3 separate regions of the Mus musculus genome follow, and regions 1 and 2 are each linked to region 3. A link is a contact called in public Hi-C and promoter capture Hi-C data. All regions are on one chromosome and are shown on one strand. Each heading gives the region's core, a stretch centred on a gene start, on an enhancer-like site or on the middle of the called end of the contact. The rest is flanking DNA. Distances are from core to core; before and after follow the strand shown.

Region 1 (2,700 bases), core at 189-2,688, 1.1 Mb after region 3:
CAGCAGTAGTACCTCAAAGGCATTAGGTATAAGTGAAAACCTGTATTTCCTAACTTAGGGGATATACTCAGCTTCTGGAGCCAGAACAAAAGCAAGAGCAATCGGTTCTACTGGTGGGTTCCTGCTTTCTACATTGGCAATAATTCCAGCAAACTGTAACTAATTGTAACTTCCAAAGAGTTCAAATGGGAAAGAGTGCATTCAAATGGAAAAGATTTCTCAATTCTTAACCACTGTACAGTTTTAAGAATATAGTAACCATACAAAACGTTACCAGTGTGCATATGCTTATGAGTAGAATATTCGGTGAGACTGGAGAACTATACTCTATGGCTCCAGGATGCTCCCTGTACCGTCTGTATTTTACCTCCAGGCCCTCAATCCTCCATAAGCACAGCACAGTAACCCATACAGAAGGAATCCTCCAAACAGTTCATATGCAGTACCATATCTTTTCCTGAGGAACAAACTCAGTGTGATTTGGACGTAAATTTACGGTCTGGAATAAAAAGAGTAACGATGATGTACTTAGAAAGTGATCAAAATGATACACGCTTGCAAAGTGGAGTTCAAGGCTGGCTTTGACACACACCATGTTTGAGGCCACCCTGAATTACATGAGACCCAGTTCCAAAAACAAGATGGAGCCTCCAAAAAGTGGAAATAATCTGGAAATCACTGGGCAATTCTCAACCCATCCAACATATACATACAGAGCAACTATTCTGTCAGGCACCCTATCTTGGTTTATATTTTCTTAGTATGTAGGCTGCGGTCGAGCATATCACCCTGCCTCAGCTTCCCCAAATGCTGGGATAATTATGGGCATGCAACTTAGGCATACAGGCATTAAGTAGTCAGAAAAATACAATCCACAAACGCTCTGCCTTTCATCGTTAACACCCACCTTATCGATGATGCTGTTAACAATTAGAGGATTTTTCAAAATGTGTTGTCCGATCCCTGTGTTGAACATGAGTCCTGAAATAAAACACGAAGCAGCCTTAATTTCCCAACTTTTCAAGAACCGATCTCAGGCCGTCCCAGAGAAGCAGGATGGACCCGGGACGGTTTCTGCTCCAATGCATCCACAAGCGCCGCGCTCCCGGCCGGGGTTGGGATGTATCTTTGAGTCCATCCATCCCTCCTGCTGGCAAGGAAGACCAGGCGCGCGCGGGGAAGGGTCAGCGCTGAGCGCCCACCCTCCTCGGGGCGGCTAGAGGCGCAGGCCACCGTAGGGCTCCCCCGCCGCGGGTCAGTCCCAAGCATCCTCCACACCGCACCTCCAGCTCGCTTCAGCTCCCGGCGCTGCTCCTGACGATCCCGCCGGCGGCTACTCGCTGCGGACTTGGCCTTCGGCATCTTCTCGGAGGAGTCCCTGTGCCAAGCGAAAGCAGCCGGGAACCGCGTGGAAGTCGCCCTCAGTCGCCGTCACGACTAGGCGCCCGAGAGGCCCACTTCCCCGCCCACTGCGATCACCGACCCACCCAGTCAGCGGCAGGCCGGAGCCCAGTGGCTGCTGGGAATTGTAGTCTCTTATGGGCTCCTCCCGCGGCAAGGCGGACTCGAGCCCAGTGGCTGCTGAGATTGTAGTTTCTGTCTGGTGAGCTCCTCCGGAGGCAAGGCTGGCTCCAGCGGGTTAGCCACCGGATTTTAGAGTTTTAGCTGGAGCAACAACTTCCCCAAGAGCCCGATTTCCCAGAGGAAACCGCGCCGCTCAGGCAGGCAGTTAGGATTGGTTGGGTCTCGGCAAATTGGGTGCTTCATTTGGCACTGCCCTGGGACATTCTGATATCTGCGGAAAGATCTCTCGTGTCTCTCCTGTTTCCCTGCAGGTTGTGGGCTGAGAAGCCTAGGCTCGATGGACACGGAGCTTGGTGGTTTAGGGTAACATGTCTCTCCGTTGTGGAAAGCAGTTAGATTAGAATTAGCTCTCGTTCCAACACGGCACTTACTGGTTACTTCTCTATGCTTTTTGTTCATTTTCTCGTCGTTTTGCTGAGTTCCAGCACTGGAATGTCATAGTTAAAATATGCTGCTCTCAATGTTTATTTATTGAAAGATAAAGGCTATAACAATTTCAAAACCCTGTAAATGGGATTGATTACAGGTATGTGTTGGATATTGTAATGGGATTATACGCCGGGCTGTAACATACAGAATAAAAGATTCATGGCTGTTTTTCTTGCCAGTGTAATGTTTCGGTTTTAATTTTTCTGTTTGTGCGCTGAAGAAAGTCTTTGCAATCAACCACCAAAGGCTACTGCTAAGAACCTGTTCCGTAGCCTAGGTTTTTGTTTGTTTGTTTTGGTTTTTGGTTTGTTTTGTTTTTCAAGACCGGGTTTCTCTGTATAGCCCTGGCTGTCCTTGGAACTCACTTTGTAGACCAGGCTGGCCTCGAACTCAGAAATCTGCCTGCCTCTGCCTCCCAAGTGCTGGGATTAAAGGCGTGCGCCACCACCGCCCGGCTTTTTTTTTTTTTTTTTTTTTTCTCGTAGCCTAGGTTTTAGTCCTTCCTTTCTTTGCTGTAATTCGAGCACAGGGAAAGTTCTAAAATATCCTAATATAATCTTTTATTTATAGTCGACTATTATGGGGTTCCCACCAAGGAGCACTTGAACACTGCCTATGAGCCAATGGAAAGCCTTTCTTCCAGCCGCAGGTGACTACAGCTGGGTATTCCGGACCCAAGTTCATTCA
Region 2 (2,700 bases), core at 80-2,579, 1.2 Mb before region 3:
ACATGGGGTGTAGAGCAGAAGTGTTCCCACTCTTTGTTGCTTATTTATCCTTTGGGTGTTACTACTAAACTAACGCAGGTCAAACATTGCCAAACTGTAAAATGACGGTTGGTTTTTATGTTCGAGCACGAAAGTGGCAACTATCTAGCAAATGAAAGCCTGTCGGAGTGCCTCAGCTCTAACTCAGCTCTCAAGAATCGTCACCTGGAGTCAGTGCCCACTGATTGGATTCCATTAGTTTGAATCCTGTTGGTGTCGTCTTCCTTATCGGTCAGCCCCCGTGTCACCACATCAGATCCACAGAGGACTTTCCCCCATTCTCCTGGTTACTCTGCCCTCTAACCTCCCCAACTTAACCTGCATTTTGGTCAAGGTTGATGCATGGTCTTGGTCAGTGAAACGTGGGAACATTTTTGGTGCGTATTGACCTTAAATACCTGAGGCTGTGTTAATGTCTGTGGCAACGGATTCACTTGGTAAGAGGGCCTCTTTCCCCAAACGCATAATTGGGAAAGAAGGTGGCAAGAAAGAGGCAGTGGGGGGTAGTTAGGAGGGATTTGGAGAATGGTAAGCCATGGATAGTGAAGGTCACCGACAGAGCTAAGGGGAACTTGGCCTCAAGGGAAACGGCACTGTTTCCTGTGGCACAAATGTTGCCGCAGAAGTCCAGGCTATCCAAAAAGCAATCGGCTGTCCTGACCTCAGGCACAGTGAGCGTCATCTTCTCTCCCATAGATGATCTGCCTGCCTGAGCCAGCCTCTTCCCTGGCAACAGGGAAGCCATGGGTCCGGATGAGAACTGCGGGAACCTCAGCCCCAGAGGTTTCGGTTTGGATTCTCCCGTGTGGCCCCTTCCTAAGTATCCCCCATCAAGGCGCGGGGCTTTTCTCACGCAGTTCTCATTTGTACAAACAGAAATAACCAAACCTCCCTGCAGTGACTGGGGCGCTGCTCCTGAGCCGTTTGCAAAAGGATTTCTCACGTTTAGATGTCCACTCCCTTAGATCTGGGTGAGTTCCAAGACTTTAGGCTTGGAAAGCAGAATGCTTTCCCCGATCCCTGTGGCCAGGCATAGGGGGATGCTAAATCCTGTTCCAATAGGTGCTCGACTGTCCCTTATGTCACCTGGTCACAGGTTTTTCTGGTTGTACCATTTCTTTTCACGCGTGTGACTTTAGAAAGCATGGTTTTAACAGCCCCAAGGAGTTTCCCTTTGGCTGCCTCTTCTCCCCCACCCCCCATTCCCCATAAGTGATCTCTCATACAGTCTGAGGCACCGGAAGCACCCTCTTATTAGCAGCTGAAGTGGCTCTCCCAGGCAATAGCAGGAGAAATACCAGAGGGCAAGTGCTGAACGTTGCTCACCTTCATGCTGGGTTAAGCTGCAGTTCGTTCACCCTGTGACATGATGTAATATTCCTAAATTCTGATAACAGTGAACTCGTCTATCCTTTCTACGCCTGTAAGGCTTGCTGTTAAGATGGTCTGTGATTTATTACTAAGCACTACCTGTCTGTATTTAAGTGATTCTTCGTGGGTATTTACTTCTGGTCCAGTCACAGTCTGTTTTGATGCTTGCTTACTGGTTTTTTGCTAAATGCACCGCTATGATTTTTGTTCTTGTTTGTTGTTGCTGTTGCTTTTGTTTGTTTGGTTTTTGGTTTGGTTTGGTTTTGCCTCCTTTAGAGCAGCAGAGAGTTTGGGTAAAAGTCACTCAGCAGGCCAGCCTTTTAATGGACCAGTCCTGTTGTATAGTAATGGGAGGAGCATTGCTGATGTTGGTTCTACAGCCCTAAGACACTGCTAAGACACTGACTCTCCCCCCCACCCCCACCCAAAGCATAGAAAACACATGTGTGCATAGATCATAAAGGTTAGTATCAGGGAGCAACTGTGGAGATGAACTAAAGTGTTTACCTCCATAGCTCATCACATCTTACCATCCAACTCACACACACACACACACACACACACACACACACACACTCACACATACACATATACACACAGACTCCCTCCCACCCCACACCCACAGCTATTGGCTAGTTTTTTACCAGAAACTTAGAATCAATCTTAATAATTACTCTAAAAGGTAGATTTATTTGCTGTAATAATTTCTAGGGTGATAAATTGTTTTTAGGTACCTCTTCCCACAAATGATGAGAAAATCTGACTATCTGACTGTAGGGCAAGGAGTAAAAATATAATATTCAATAAAGCAACTTGGGAAAGTGCGCAAAAAGTGACCCCCCCATTCTTAGCAAAAGTAAACTGTGTGGATTTTCTAGATAACCTGTATTTGGTTACAATCTAAGTGGTTGAATCCCAGTTTCAACCAAGGACTGTGGCTGCAGACATCACATTGGCCACAGGGCGGCACTGCAGGTCACCTAATGGAGCAGATGCACAGTTGAAATGTTTGAAAACTGCCTCTAAAATTCTGAAATTCAGTCCAACGAGGGGAGAAAAAAACGTCATGGGGGATAACACAAAGCTAGACACACAGTTCTACTCATTAACAAGAGCAATTAAAGCTACAGGACTCAGGAAAGAATCAAGTTAGCCAGTTAAAGACTTGGAGACTGTGTTTTTAAAGCACACACTTTATTATCTATCTATCTATCTATCTATCCATCCATCCATCCATCCATCCATCCATCCATCCATCCATCCATCTGATTTTTATGTGTTTATGTTACT
Region 3 (2,700 bases), core at 28-2,527:
GGCCTGGGTTAGCAGACTGAGCAGTAAGCCTCAAAGATGACAATTACAACAGGAGAATAAAAGATACCTTTACAGTAAGATTAGAAATGGAAAAAAAAAAAAAAAAAAAAAAAAAACCTCTAAATTCTCCTCTAAACACAAACAAGTAAAAACATCTTTCTATAATAGTATAGCCTCTTAACACCTATTTCTCCCTAAATTACAACTGCAAATGTCCCAAAATAAGAGTTCTAATTCGTAGAAGCCAAGTATTCTACGTAAATTATTTGAGTACTAAAGTTTTGTCTGAATAATAATGACTTTCACTAACATAAAAAAAATCAAGCTGGCTGGCTGACATGTTACAGGTACCATACCCATAAAGATTTTTAATCTTTGCGTCTACTGTTGGGGATCCAACCCAAAGCCTAGTAGAGCACAGTAGACAGATGCTCCACCGCTGACCAACCAAGAATTTAAACTGCTTGTACTTAAGAATCCTCATTTATTCGTTGGATTGGGTACATCGTTACAAAGTCAAACACTATGCTTTGCTCTTTAAAGGTTTTGTGGTCTGTAGTTCAATTAATGTACCTTACAAGAAAATAAAGAATTACCAAAATAATTATGGTACCCACAACCCGTCACATCAAGAAAACTATCACTGGATTTAACTTCCATGTCCCCATGCTATCTCCGTATTTGTATCAGAAACCATGCCCCTACTTTCAGCACATTAAACTTTCTGGAGACGTTAACCATCCAGTCCCTTGTCGCTACGCCCTCGCCCAGTTGTAACCAGTTTGCAGGAAGGTCCAAGAAAGATCGATCTTTCTCGAGTCCAGTAACGAACTAAATACAAGTCTGCGAAATCCGCCCAACTTTGCAAATAAGACTAGCGCGACTTGATGACTAGGCTATGGCAAAGTTACGGTCCACAGGCCACACATCTCGAGAGCACCTCAGTCTCGCACCAAAACATCCTCGCCTTACTTTCAGGCACATTCCTTCACCTCACAAAGCCTAGGGGACCCGGAGCTGCACCAGGCGTCTCTAGACTTACAGCTTCTCTCCTAACTTTCCCCGCTTAGCATTCTCCTTGCCCCGGGCCATGTCCACGGCCATCAGTCGGCCTCACCGGCTAAGGACGCCGCCCCGCCGAGCGAAGCCGGGCAGGACCCGCGGTCAGGAGCTCAGAGAGCCGGGAGAGCCCGGCCACACGCTCAGCTTAGGCTACAGCAAGCCACCGCAGCCCTAGGGGATCCCCGCTCCCATTCCCACTCACCGCCAGGCAGGAAAGTGGAAAGCGGAAGCCGCTCCGCTCAGGTCCCGCCCGAAGGCGGGGCGGGGCGGGGCGGGATGAGGAAGTGGCGGGCGGGTTTCCGGCGGCGCAATGTCTAGAGCCATAGCGGGAGGGCGGGGAGGGGCGGCGCGGCGAGGCGAGGCGAGGCGCGGAGGCTTCGTGTCCGCGGTCGGGGATGCTGCCGCGCGCCGCTTCGTGTGCGCTGCAGGTGGGGCATCGTGGCCTCGCGTCCTGCGTGGGACGCCGGCGAGGAGACGGAGTGGGTGAGGAGTTCGTCCAGGGGACTCTCAGCCCAGAGAGCCGCAGCTAGACACGAGGGGGACCCCGCAGTCTCCTTAGAGCCTTCTCGAGGCCGTGGAAGGACTGGCGTGTTCCCTAACTCGCCCCTCACTCATGCTGTAGAGTTGAACAATAGTTAAATATTTAAAGATTTGGCCAAGCAGCAGCCCGGCTGGGATGTGTCCAGTGAACCTTGGTAGCAGGGGGAAATGCTGCCACGCTGTGGGAAAGAGGTTCCGTTGTTTGTTTTTCATTTAAGAGCCTAACTTACTTCACAAAGGAATGGTCGATACTTGCCCCAAAGTAAACTGTCAATAATTAAACTGTCAGGGCATAGAGATCGCAATACATAAATAAAGGACTTCAAAAAGTCAACAAGCAGAAAGGGGTGCGTTAAATGGGTCTCCTAATCTACAGGGACGGAAAGATTAGCTCTGGTTTGGTTGGTGCTCAAATTTTGTGATTGCTTGCCTGAACTACTTGCTCTGTTTGACTGCCTCTGGCGAATGTTGCAAGACCTCCTCGCTGTTGTGTGCCAAATAAAGCAAGTTTTTATTCCTGAGAGACTGTGAGCGTTCCCTTTGAGGAGCAAGCCGAGACATGTATGAGTAGTTAGAGTATAACAACAGTAACCATTATTTACCAAGGAGCAGACTTTGGCAGCTAATCTAAGGATCTAAAATACTGCTACCCGGGTATATGCTAATGGCTGCATATTGTAATGGCAGCCGTGGTTTTCTTATTCTTGTGTGAAAGCCTGAAGGATTGCTTAAAACCTGTACAAACAAGCGTACCCATAACCGGCTTGTATCCATAACCGGCTTGTATCCGTGACATGTTCACTTCAGTAGATGGTTCCTCACAAGTTCTGCCTCCCAGTGTGTTGCTCTGTTTTATCTCTAAAGGACCCAGGGTCCCCGCAAGTCTTGGGAATAAAAGGAAGCAGTACCGTAAGGAAGGAACTGAGGAGGGGGTGCACCAGCCTAATCGTGCACAGTACACACACTTACAACGGAGAGAAAGAAAGCAGCAAGCTTCTTTGGCTATTGGAGACCTAGCCTTCACACTCAGATTTTAGGGCTCTCTCTTCTGGTGTATTAGGCAGGCCTGTGCAAGCCCAAGAACAGCATAGAGGTTGC

The links. Promoter capture Hi-C pulls out the DNA fragments that hold promoters and counts their contacts. A called contact is a pair of places that touch in the nucleus more often than the background predicts.
Region 1: a promoter capture Hi-C map of pre-B cells shows a contact between it and region 3, with 8 times the contacts expected there. The contact joins the promoter of Dimt1 here to the promoter of Smim15 in region 3. A contact is called at or near these places in 14 of 39 promoter capture datasets (the 3T3-L1 cell line, 3T3-L1-derived adipocytes, the C10 cell line and 8 more), 5 of 484 Hi-C or Micro-C datasets (CD4 T cells, CD8 T cells, Th1 cells and 2 more) and 5 of 115 datasets of contacts at active chromatin or transcription factors (the 230-238 cell line, astrocytes, large pre-B cells and 1 more).
Region 2: a Hi-C map of the N1E-115 cell line shows a contact between it and region 3, with 2.9 times the contacts expected there. The contact joins the enhancer-like site here to the promoter of Smim15 in region 3. A contact is called at or near these places in 3 of 484 Hi-C or Micro-C datasets (B cells, CD4 T cells and the N1E-115 cell line), 3 of 115 datasets of contacts at active chromatin or transcription factors (astrocytes, embryonic stem cells and pro-B cells) and 2 of 9 other capture datasets (adipose tissue and embryonic stem cells).

Annotation. Positions count from the first base shown.
Region 1 is chr13:106,945,867-106,948,566 of GRCm38.p6, reverse strand. Dimt1 (DIM1 dimethyladenosine transferase 1-like (S. cerevisiae)) reads right to left here and starts at 1,438. Exons shown (of 12, transcript NM_025447.4): 1 at 1,284-1,438; 2 at 908-981. The coding sequence starts at 1,362.
Region 2 is chr13:109,210,275-109,212,974 of GRCm38.p6, reverse strand. All of the region lies in intron 3 of Pde4d (phosphodiesterase 4D, cAMP specific), which reads right to left. Among named protein-coding and RNA genes, the nearest start is that of Mir582, 110 kb to the left of the region's middle. Within about 2 kb of position 1,329, at least 24 of the 459 cell types and tissues checked have an H3K27ac peak or open chromatin away from gene starts, as enhancers often do. A contact at or near this core is called in the N1E-115 cell line, where this site is marked.
Region 3 is chr13:108,043,051-108,045,750 of GRCm38.p6, reverse strand. Smim15 (small integral membrane protein 15) reads right to left here and starts at 1,277. Exons shown (of 3, transcript NM_001048250.2): 1 at 1,265-1,277. Gm41055 (a long non-coding RNA gene) reads left to right here and starts at 1,280. Exons shown (of 5, transcript XR_003950673.1): 1 at 1,280-1,545.